2 separate regions of the Mus musculus genome follow, and region 2 is linked to region 1. Evidence: chromatin contacts called from public ChIA-PET data. All regions are on one chromosome and are shown on one strand. The core of a region is the stretch at or near the end of the contact, and the rest is flanking DNA. Distances in the headings are between cores, read along the strand shown. Region 1 has its middle 9.4 kb from the start of Gm41928. Region 2 overlaps Serpinb5 (serine (or cysteine) peptidase inhibitor, clade B, member 5).

Region 1 (5,689 bases), core at 98-2,597:
ACATTCAGAAGATGGCAGTGCTTGCTCGAATGCATTTAACAATTGCAAAGGGGCTGAACAACTGCTCAGTGGTAGAGCTTTTGCCTAACATGGACAAGGCCATGAGTTTCATTCCTAGCACCCGCCTCCTTCAAATCATAGGATTAAGAATTCTTCAAAGGTCTATTTTTCATGATGACTTCTTTGACAACTTTTTAATTGACTTATTTATTTAAAAATTGTAAATTGTCTGTGTGTGTGTGTGTGTGTGTGTGTGTGTGTGTGTGTGAGAGAGAGAGAGAGAGAAAGAGAGAGAGAGAGAGAGAGAGAGTATAAAGGTATTTGTAGATGTATGCAGATGTCTACTGAGGCTAGAAGAGGGTGTCTGGTCTCATGTCTGTGGACTTGAGCTGGCTGTGAGGCCACCTGACATGGGTACTGGGAAGCTAACCTGAATCCTCTGGAAAAGCCACTGAGCCACCTCTTTAGCCCAGAATGACCTCCTGAGTGTTGCATCTTGTCATCTCCTGCCTCTCCTCTTCTGCTTTCTGTCTCCCCATCCTCCTCTTTTTCTTCCACTTCAAGTGTTAAATTCCTTCAAATTATTTATTCTGATTTCTATTTTGATTTTTAAAGGTACACTTTTGATAGATGGCTCATTTTACCTTTGAACTCATGATCCTCCCGTCCTCACCTCCTCATTGCCAGGACGTCCAGGTGTGTGCCACCCTACCCGGCCTTAAAATGTTTATTTGTATTGGTGTCCTTGATCACCTAACACCTTAAGCATGACTTCTGTGCTGTTTGCTAAACTAGTAACTGCCCTTCTGCTGGCTTTTAATAGACAGTGTCCAGCTATGAGATGCATCGTTTGGTCACCTAACTCCTCAGTTCAATGATAACTCACAGACCTGGGCCAAACTGATTGTCTTTGAGTGAACTTGACTGAGGTTCCAGCTTAGCTTCTGCCTCTATCAGTCTGGCCCCTGAACTAACTCCCCCCACCCCCATCTGTAAAGTGAAGAGATGCTCTCTTTGTGTCCTTACCAACTATGGGAGGCTACATTCTTGGCTTCAGGCCTTGAACCAGATGAGTGTAGCTCCTTCGTGAGTGCACCACTGACCTTCCTGCCTCAGGCTTAACTTTCCTTTAGGGGAAAGCTATGGTTAAGTTGGTGACCGCAGGCTGAGTGTCAGCCTCATCTGCAGATGGGGGACTTGGGGAGGGAAAGCTTACCTGATGGGTGACCACTAGATGATTTTCACTTCTGCGAAACAGATCTCTGCTGTTTCTTGGCCCAGAAGCCTGCCACATCTTAGAGTCACCGGTGTCATGAGCCGGTTGTGGAAAGTGGAAATGGGCAGGATGTGGTTTGAACTGACAAAACTGGAGCAAATCACTCATCTCTGGGGTTGGCATGGATACTGAGGGTGGGGGAGGCTGTGCAGGGATACTGACGGGGGGGGGAGGGGAGGTCTGTGCAGGGATACGGAGGGGGTGGCTATGCAGGAATACCAAGAGGTGAGAGAGGCTGTGCTTACTGTACAGCCAGCCAGCATTATAAGTCTAGGGCAGCCCAGCCACTCTGAACATACTGGGCTTGGAAGCTGGGCAGCGTTGAGCCTAACTAGTACTTAGATGGAAGGAAGTAACAAAGTAGGCTTCAGAGTCATAAGATTCTCAATATGTGACCTAAATCCCTGGCATGCTTCTTCTGTACTACCAACAGAACCCTAAACTCAGAAAGAACGTGGCCCTTGACAGCCAGGATCCATGTTGCCTTCATAATACTTCCCATAGCCTTGACTTGGACCTGTGTGTGTCCCAGGGTCATTTGAGGACCTTACCATATGTCTCCACAGTATGGCCTCTGGTTGGACTGTGGAGACAATCAACAAATAACAGGTAAATGAATAGTTAGTTCTAAGCAATGTAAACACCCCAAAAGTCTACTAGTGTGCATGTTGGTTTTTGTCAATCCGACATTAATCTAGACATCATTAGAAAGAAGGAACCGTGGGTGAGAAGATGCTTTCATCACCTTGGCCTGGAGGCAAGCCTGTGAGCCATTTTCCTAATTAATGATTGATGTGGGAGAGCCCAGCCTCGTAGGGGCAGTGTCACCCCTGTGCAGGTGGGTGTGAAACATAAGAGAGAGTGAGCCGAGCAAGCCATGGGAAACAAGCCAGTAAGCAATGTTCCTTCATGGCCTCTGCTTCGGTTCCTGATTCTAGGTTCTTACCTTGAGCTCCTGTGCCGAGTTCTCTTCATGATGGACCATCAGCCGGTTTCCTCCGAAAACTGCTTTTATTTGTGGTGTTTATCCCAGCAATAGAAACATAATTAAGAGAAGTAGGTTTAACAAAAATTCAAGTACTGAATTATCTGGGCTACCATGGGGTTTCAGGGGGATGGGAAGGTTCTGTCCTGCCTTCTTAAGCCTATTGGATGAAGAGCTTTCTGCCTGCCTTTCCTGGAGGGAGGAAGGCTGCTGTGACTTCAGGGCTTACATAACTAACTGCTGACTGACAGTGGTCCTCACTTCTGAGACCCACAGAAATGCCTGGGTGCATCATTTTACATCCCAGCCCCATTGTTGCTCTACCAGGATTGTCTTTGTTGTGCTTGTCATTGTCTGATGTCTTTGTTGAGAAGAATAGCTCAGACAAAGAACCATCACAGTGCCTCGCTGACTGGCTGGGTTTGCTGCATCTTGGGGAGGCTCCCTTCTGACAGACGTAGGAGAAGCCACACATTCTCAGGTCTAAAATCAAGGCAATGGTACAAAACACCTCATCATGGGTGGTCATGGGACTGACAGCATCACGAAACTGTTCTCACAGAGCTGGGTGTGGAGTAAGTACCAAAGAGAGAGCAGCTCATTTTTTAGGTTCTTTCAGCGGCATAATAGTCTTTAAATCATGCAATCTTATTCTGTTTTTTTTTTTTTTTTTTTTTTTTTTTTTCCTGGCATAAACACGATCCAGCACAGCCAACGTTGTTTAATGTTTGCCTGGCTTCCTTCCCTCTGTTTTCTGTCTCTGGGGAGGACAGGAGAGGAAGGACATTCCAATTTCACAAACACTACCTCTGAGTGCCTCAGATTAATGTACAACGCTGAGCTGAGATGACTTTTTATTTTTAGCATGCATGAGTATTTAATGCATGATAATGTTTATGCCACACATCAGTGGGGAATGGAAAGACCACTCACAAAATGGAACTGGGATTAACTAGCTAATTATTTAGGAAAATGTGAGCGTACTTTGAGAAAAAAAGACATCACAGATGGGTCAGAAAGTACTGTTAAACCTATATACTTCGGAATGGGGACCTGTTTATGGGTGTGGCCCTGGGATGTCAAAGGATGTCATTTCTGTGAGTCTCGGAAGTGAGGACCACTGTCAGTCAGCAGTTAGTTATGTAAGTCCACTTAGTCACAGCGGGCTTCCTCCCTCCAGGAAAGGCAGGCAGAAAAGCTCTTTATCCAATAGGTATAAGAAAGCAGGACAGACCCTCCCCCTCCTCCCAAAGCCTATGGTAGCACAGAATTCAGTACTTGATTTTTTTTTGTGTGTGTGTGTGAACCAGGCTATCCAACCATGTAATAGAAAGCATGGGGCTTTAGCCACATAAAATAAAACTGCATGAAAATCACAAGTAAATTAAATCAAAGGGTAAATGTAAAACTGGTTTAACAGCATTCCACTGGGTTCTTTGTTGTTTTGTTCACTTTACAGAGCTCTTTGTATAGGAAGGAATTATCCCTTTGGCTCTAATGTGTATCATATACCACATCTCTACTTGTTTGTAGTATTATTTTTTTTCTCATAGAAACTTTGAAGCTTTTTGCAGTTAAATTCCTAAATCTAACCAATTAATTATAAGATGGCTTCCTTGTACATATACCTCCATAGTCACCTTTAGTGTCACCTGAGACCCAAACCTTGTTAGAAGTAATGCAAGCTACACTGCGGAACTGTGAGCTCTTCTTACAGTCTTCCTTGGGTGGGATTATGCAGAATTTTAAATCTATGTTCTGCCTTAAAGAAGGGAGAAAGCGCTAATAAGTATTTTATGTTAGAATTTAGACAAAACATTGTTAGTCTTAGAGGCCTATCTGCTTCTCAACTCATGTGTTTATTTATTTATTTTTGTCCCAAATACCAAGTAAATGCCTGACATTCCCTGAAGGCTGTCAGAGTCAGAGCCAGGCCATCGCACCCAGAAGTGGCTGGCTCCCATAGATGGAATCCCTGAGTGTTCAGAGATGTCACCCTTTGGTGTGTTCTTTCTTGGTGGTTGCCATTATGGCTAGCAAAGCTAGGCAGGTGGAAGTCCCTCACCCCCCGGAAAACAGTATGATAGGTAAGGCCAGGCCTGGAGGCACAGATCTGTATCCCAACTGCTTAAGAGGCTAAGACAGGCAGATGACAAGTTCAAGGCTAGCCTGCACAACAGAGTTCAATGCCAGGTTGGATAATTAGTGCAACAAGATCTCATTTTTTTTTTTAAAACAAGACAGGGTTTCTCTGTGTAGCCCTGGCTGTCCTGTAACTCACTTTGTAGTGTAGACCAGGTTGACCAGGTTGTAGACCAGGTTGGCCTCGAACTCAGAAATCCTCCTGCCTCTGCCTCCCAAGTGCTGGGATTAAAGGCATGTGCCACCACCACCCGGCTCAAATTTTTAAAAAGTAAAACAGGGGTCTGGGGATGAGGTTCAGTGGCAGCATACATGCTAAGTCTGCTGAAGTACCTGGGTTCAATTCCCAGTAGGAAGATACATAAATACATAAGTATATCAATAAGTAAATGTAACTGAATGCAATTTAAAAATCCAAACAAGCAAACCCAAAACAAAACTAAGATAGATTAACCCAGAATGCAGCACCCCTAATAACCATTCACTGTGTCTGGATCACATGATTAGCTGCTTCTAGTAGCTAATACACATACTTTATTTAATAAAGATAGCTGGTGATTTGTTAAAAGTCAGGTGCTGAACTAAACATACAAGGTCCTCTAATTGACCTGCCAGTTGCTTGGGGACATGTAAGTCAGCAGTGTCTCGATAGAGGAACAAATCTCTGTGCTCATAAATTTCTTACTAAGAGAAGGGTCTCTGCCAGCAACTCAGACCTTACATTCAGCATACATACATGCCCTTCACTGAAGTTAGTATCATGACTGAAAGTACACTCAGTCTGGGTGACACAATATGTGAAGTGGAAATTATATCCACAGCGGGAGAGGGAAGCTACCAAAGTTGAAACCATGACACTGTTGGAAGAGGAACTTGACTTCACACTGCCCACTGCAGGATGCCTCGCTTTCAGTCCATCTGCGCCCCCTGCAGGAATTCACAGTGAAGCACTCATTTCAGGGCTCAGCTTGCTCACAGTGAATGCTCAGTGAGACTGGCCTATAAAGAGATCAGTCAAGGGTGTAACTCCAGGACATCAAAACGAGGGTTCAGGTGTCTGTTCAAAGGGAAACGGCTGGTCATAGATACTAAACAGGACTCGAGGCTTATTTAACAACTGTTCTACTCTTCAAGTGTTGGAAGCAGACATATATGGACAGCATATGTCTCCTTTAAAGTATCATGCTCCTATCTTAAGCAAACAAAAACATCCTGATATTCTTTTCTATTAAGGAAAAAACACATAAAAGAACTAAAAATAATCTTAGGACATTTCTTCTTTTCCT
Region 2 (5,086 bases), core at 2,035-4,534, 350 kb before region 1:
AGCTACATCCTGCCAACAATAGTAAGAATTCTACATCAGTGAAGCAATGGTTTTGGACAGGAGACAAGAAGAAACTTTGGGTGAATTCCAAAAGCAAGGCAGCCATGAAAAAACATCTGGGCAGATGCCTTGAGGCACATGGTGTCTTACTCTGCTCACACACTATGGCCAGCATCAGGAGCCCAGGCATGTGTCACTTTCTCAGGAAGTGACCAGAGCAACCTATAGCACCAGTAATACTCAGTTCACTTTAAAATCACATATTTCAATTACTATTTTGGTTAAGCCATACAAAATAATTATTTTTATATCAAAAAATAATTGTAGCATCTATGTGTGATTCTATTTAATATTTAGTTTTATTTAATAATAAGTGTATAACTTTGTCCTCAGAAAAGATACAATGAATTCCTAATTCCTAACACCTATGAATGTTACATTGTTTGCAAGTATGGGCTCTGCATTTTTAATTAGTTAAAATGGGGTCATATTGAAGTTAGGTAGGGACTAATCCAATGTGATAAGTGTCTTTCTAAAAACAGAAAAGAAAATACAGAGACACGTACAAAAAGAAAAGAAAGATAACCTGTACACATACAAAGAGAGGAAACCGTCACATACCTCGGACAGGATGTGCACCCCAAGGTCAGAGAGACAGTTTCACGACTCAAGGTCAAAGGCTTCCTTAGATAGGACCCACTGGTGTGTTAGAGACAAGTGCATGGACAGGATTGCAATTTGTACCTTAGACCTTAACAGAAATTCCAAATGCAGACAGGAGAATAAAGTCAAAAACTGGGTTACTAATCTTCACATTGGAGTTCCGAATTCTCTGTAAAGGGCTGTATACAGAATAAACTAAAATAGATCATAATATTCCTCAGAATCTGAAAAGTGTGTTTATTAGCAAAAGGAAGACAGAGCTGAGTGCACTGGTGACCACCAGCCATGCTCGCTGACCTCCTCCTGCTTATGTCCCTTAGGCTAGTGTGCCTACTGCAACAGATTTATCACAAGGTACCCAAAAGTTAGGTTGGGCATTTATACGTTCTTTAAGGTCGAGTTTTAATCCTTCTCTTTGACAGGGTTGGGATAAGAGACAACATCATCACCCCAGCCTAGGGGCTGACTCATGTTAAGTACCTAGAAATCAGCAGAGTCGCCTGCTGTGGATGTCTGTGGACGGTTCTGTGTTGTGGATTTGGTTTAATGCTTACATTATACGTTTCCAAAGTACACAGGAATTTGCATGTCTACATGTAAGATGCTCTGGGTCCCTGCCCCCAGCTGACTCTAATTGGTAAATAAAGTTGTAGGTGGCCAATGGCCAGACAGGAAGACAAAGGTGGGACTTGAGGTTCCCAGGAAGGGAAGCAGGAGAGAAAGGAAGGAGAATATCCATGGCACACAGAGAGACTGCCAACATGTAAGAGTTGGGAATCGTGGCCCTGGAGGGTTGGAGGCCTGGGTCCAGGGTAGCCAGGATGTGATATAGAATTTAGTAAGAAATAATTCAAAAATATTGGAGGTGTGAGTGTGTTAGCCACAGGAAGGTTTGGAAGTGCCCAACCATTGTGCTGTTTAAGGCATATTAAGCATAAGGCTGTGTGTGTGTGTGTGTGTGTGTGTGTGTCTTTCAGTAGAGAATCAAGACCATTGGGGCAGATAGCAAGGAAGTCGAGTTACAGCAGACAATGGGAAAATTTGTGCAAATTAGAATACTCTTACAACAGTTTTGACTTCATTTCTTTTTTTTTTAAGATTTATTTATTATTATATCTAAGTATACTGTAGCTGTCTTCAGACACACCAGACAGAAGAGGGTGTCAGATCTTATTAAGGATGGTTGTGAGCCACCATGTGGTTGCTGGGATTTGAACTCATGACCTTTGGAAGAGTAGTCAGTGCTTTTACCTGCTGAGCCATCTCTCCAGCCCCAACAGTTTTGAGCATCTGCTTACCACAAGGGAAGCTATGAGAGACTTTTCATCCCAGGTCCAAGAAATATACACGAGAGACGTTCAGAGCAAGAGCTGGGGCTTCCTGTAGCAGCATTTGTAACACTGACAGTTCTTGGTTCACCACAAGCACAAGTCAGCATGAGTGTGAATTGGTATGAAGTGAATAGAGAAACCTAAACTCTGTTTCCTGCAAATTTGTCAATACTACATCCAGGAAGCATGCCCAAACCTAAGGAAATGTCCACTCTGCCGTTCATTAGTTACAGCATGTGCAGAGATACACTTAGCCTAAATGACTGCGCATAAAGACTCATTCAGCTTTTAATAAGGCTAATTACCAAGTATCTCAGTGCTGCACTCCAACATGAGGCTTGGATCCACATTTTGCTTGGAAACTATAAACGGATGCACATTTGACAGTTCCTATCTGCCAGATCTTCCCTTCAACAGAGAACCTTCTTCTGCCTGGCAACTTCAGCACTTGAAGTCCAAACCTGTTTATCTGCCTGACAAGTGGCTCCTTTATCAGAAAATCCTTCTTGGCTATGGAGAACGGTAGCAGCTCTTAATATCTGAGGTCCCTTCTACAGCACAATTGCCTGATAGAGCTCAAAGGTGTCAAAGGTAACATCTGTACATATGTGGAGTCAGAGTCTCCGACGAAATAAGAAAGGGAAAGCAAGCCGAGAACTGCCACCATCCCACTCTGTTTCCTGACTGTGGATCCAGAGCTACCAGTCGCCCAGTCCCTGGTCCCTGCTGTTGTTCCTTCCCTGTCAAAAGGGGCTGTGTCTCCTCCAACTCAAAGACAAAGGAAACACATCCTTCCTTAAATTGTTTGTCTCTGGCATTTTGTCACAACAACTAGACAAATGGCAAGCAGTCCTGAGTTCAATTCCCAGCACCCACATGGTGGCTCACAGCCATCTGTAATGGGATATAATTCCCTTTTCTGGTGTATATGAAGACAGAACACTCATATACATTAAATAAATAAATAAATAAATAAATAAATAAATAAATAAATAAGAAATCAACCATAATGTCACATGGAAAATCACATTAGTGGCTCTGTGATTTGTTCCAATTATCCCGAAAGCACTGAAAAGCTGCTGTCATCCAAAGTAGTTTGAGAGAGGCCTTGGACACAGTTAACTGGCACCGCCACTCCCCCACCCCCGTTCTGTAAGACAAAGAACTTACAGAAAGCTTCAACATACTGGCAGGAATGCCCAGAAAAAGGTAAGAACTTCCTCCACAGGCCATTTTGCAGAAACAAATTCTATTTTAAAACTGTCAAATGCCACATCAGAGATGAGTGGGCCCCACGCAGGAGGCTTCTGTTGTCAGCTCAGCTTCAAAATGCAAACGTCAGTCACATTTGTCACCTGCTCATGGGGTTGTCTTCTTTCACTTTCATGAAAATCCAAGACGTTTTCGTAAAGATATTATTCTAGTTTACTCCAACAGAAAAACTGCACCATTCAAAACCACTTAGGAGTTTTAAAGTAACCTTTATCTTATTAGAGAGAAAGTCAGTAACTCCTCAAGTAGTAACACGAAGTCAGTTTGCAAGAATCCGTAGTTCTTTGACTAGGGGATGACCCACTAGTTGTTTATACAGGACTAACCTGGTCAGCCCTGAAACGGTAAGCATACAAGCAACACGAAGTAGACTCAGTAGGCTGTATTTATATGTGTATGTGTTTATAAATCTATGTGAAAATAAGAAGAGAAAAAAGAGGCTGTGAATTTGAGAAATAGTAGTAGGGGGATAGGAAGGGTTGGGCAGAAGAAAGGGAGGGGGAAATTATGTGATTACATTTTAATTAACTTTTAAAAATTCTTAAGAAAAATGAGAATTAGAAGTCAAGAGAGGTATTCCTGCCATTCTTTGCTGAGGTATTGTATAATCAACGTTTAAAGTAGGACAAGATCTTGCAGTAGGATCTAGTCTGGCCCCACCTCTTCATTTTGCAAATGAGTGAAATGGAGGGTGATGCCGTGATTCTCCCAGGCCACCCACGCAGGAGTGAGAGTGGCAAAGCCAAACCTGGAATTCATTTCTCCTGGCTCCCAGCCCGGGCTCCCCACACCTCCTCACCTTCTTTCTTCATAATTGGACTTTGGCCAGCATTTGATATTTCTGTAGCCTCTCAAGTTCCCAAACTCCCATATCCTAAATGATCTCCTTCAAAGATCCCAAGATACCGTCTGTGTTGGGGAGGAATATTGCTTTTGTTTGGATTTTGCGGTGTTTGTTTAGTTGGTTGGTTTTAATGACACAGGACTTTTCCCTTAGGGTTTTCCTACCTGAAGGAGCTCTGGTTCTCCTTTCTGCCTCTGGTATTTCAATTCTTTCATTAGTTCTATAAGGCGTGGACACCTAACTCAAGCCAGGCAGAAGTAGGCATTAGGAATCCCAAGGCGAGGGCTGGAGAGATGGCTCAGTGACTAAAAGCCCTGGCTGATCTTCCAGAGGAACCGGGTTTGACTCCCAACACCCACATAATGGTTCACGACCATCTGTAACTCCAGCCTGAGAGGATTTAATGGCCTCTGTAGACACTGTGTGCATGTGGTGCACAGACATACATGCGGGCAAAACACCCATACATATAAAATAAACATAAATCAAAACAATTGGAAAAAATAAAATCCAAGACGCACACATAGTAACTTCTGTCTCCACCAAGCTATCAGCTAGTGGCCTAAGAGTGTATACTAGAGTGTATTAGTTACCACGGGGATTCTCGTCAACACCACAGCCCTAGAGGAAATCTCAGGGAATTTTCTGGGAAGCACTGACATCCAAGTGAGTCATATGAAAGGATAAGGTCTTAGTCTGACAAATATGGGGGGCAAGGAGAGAATACAAACAAATGTGTGGGTGTAAGGATAAGGTTTAGAATATAGTAAGGAATTATGCTGGCCTATCAACATAGTGATAGTAGATTCTTCACTAAGGTCCATGGCTTCACTAGCTCTGGAGAACTGGGTAGGTTTCTAGGACCAGATGTGACTTCCTTCCTGTTGAGTGGACCCTAGGTGCAATTAGACAGCTGCTGGTTACCACTAACGTGTGAGCACCACTGCACATTTTGCACACCCTGCCATGCTGGTAA

The links. ChIA-PET counts read pairs in DNA pulled down with a chosen protein or histone mark.
Region 2: a contact with region 1 is called in an RNA polymerase II ChIA-PET map of memory CD8 T cells, with 62 read pairs. The contact joins two enhancer-like sites. A contact is called at or near these places in 10 of 39 promoter capture datasets (the C10 cell line, the HPC-7 cell line, embryonic stem cells and 3 more), 1 of 15 datasets of contacts at CTCF or cohesin (the NIH/3T3 cell line), 2 of 484 Hi-C or Micro-C datasets (Th1 cells and pre-B cells), 2 of 115 datasets of contacts at active chromatin or transcription factors (CD8 T cells and memory CD8 T cells) and 4 of 9 other capture datasets (adipose tissue, embryonic stem cells, liver and 1 more).

The regions. Positions count from the first base shown.
Region 1 is chr1:106,511,414-106,517,102 of GRCm38.p6, reverse strand. No RefSeq gene overlaps it. Among named protein-coding and RNA genes, the nearest start is that of Gm41928, 9.4 kb to the left of the region's middle. Within about 2 kb of position 1,347, at least 85 of the 459 cell types and tissues checked have an H3K27ac peak or open chromatin away from gene starts, as enhancers often do. A contact at or near this core is called in CD8 T cells and memory CD8 T cells, where this site is marked.
Region 2 is chr1:106,865,144-106,870,229 of GRCm38.p6, reverse strand. The region is part of intron 1 of Serpinb5 (serine (or cysteine) peptidase inhibitor, clade B, member 5); the gene reads right to left. Among named protein-coding and RNA genes, the nearest start is that of Serpinb5, 6.5 kb to the right of the region's middle. Within about 2 kb of position 3,284, at least 36 of the 459 cell types and tissues checked have an H3K27ac peak or open chromatin away from gene starts, as enhancers often do. A contact at or near this core is called in CD8 T cells and memory CD8 T cells, where this site is marked.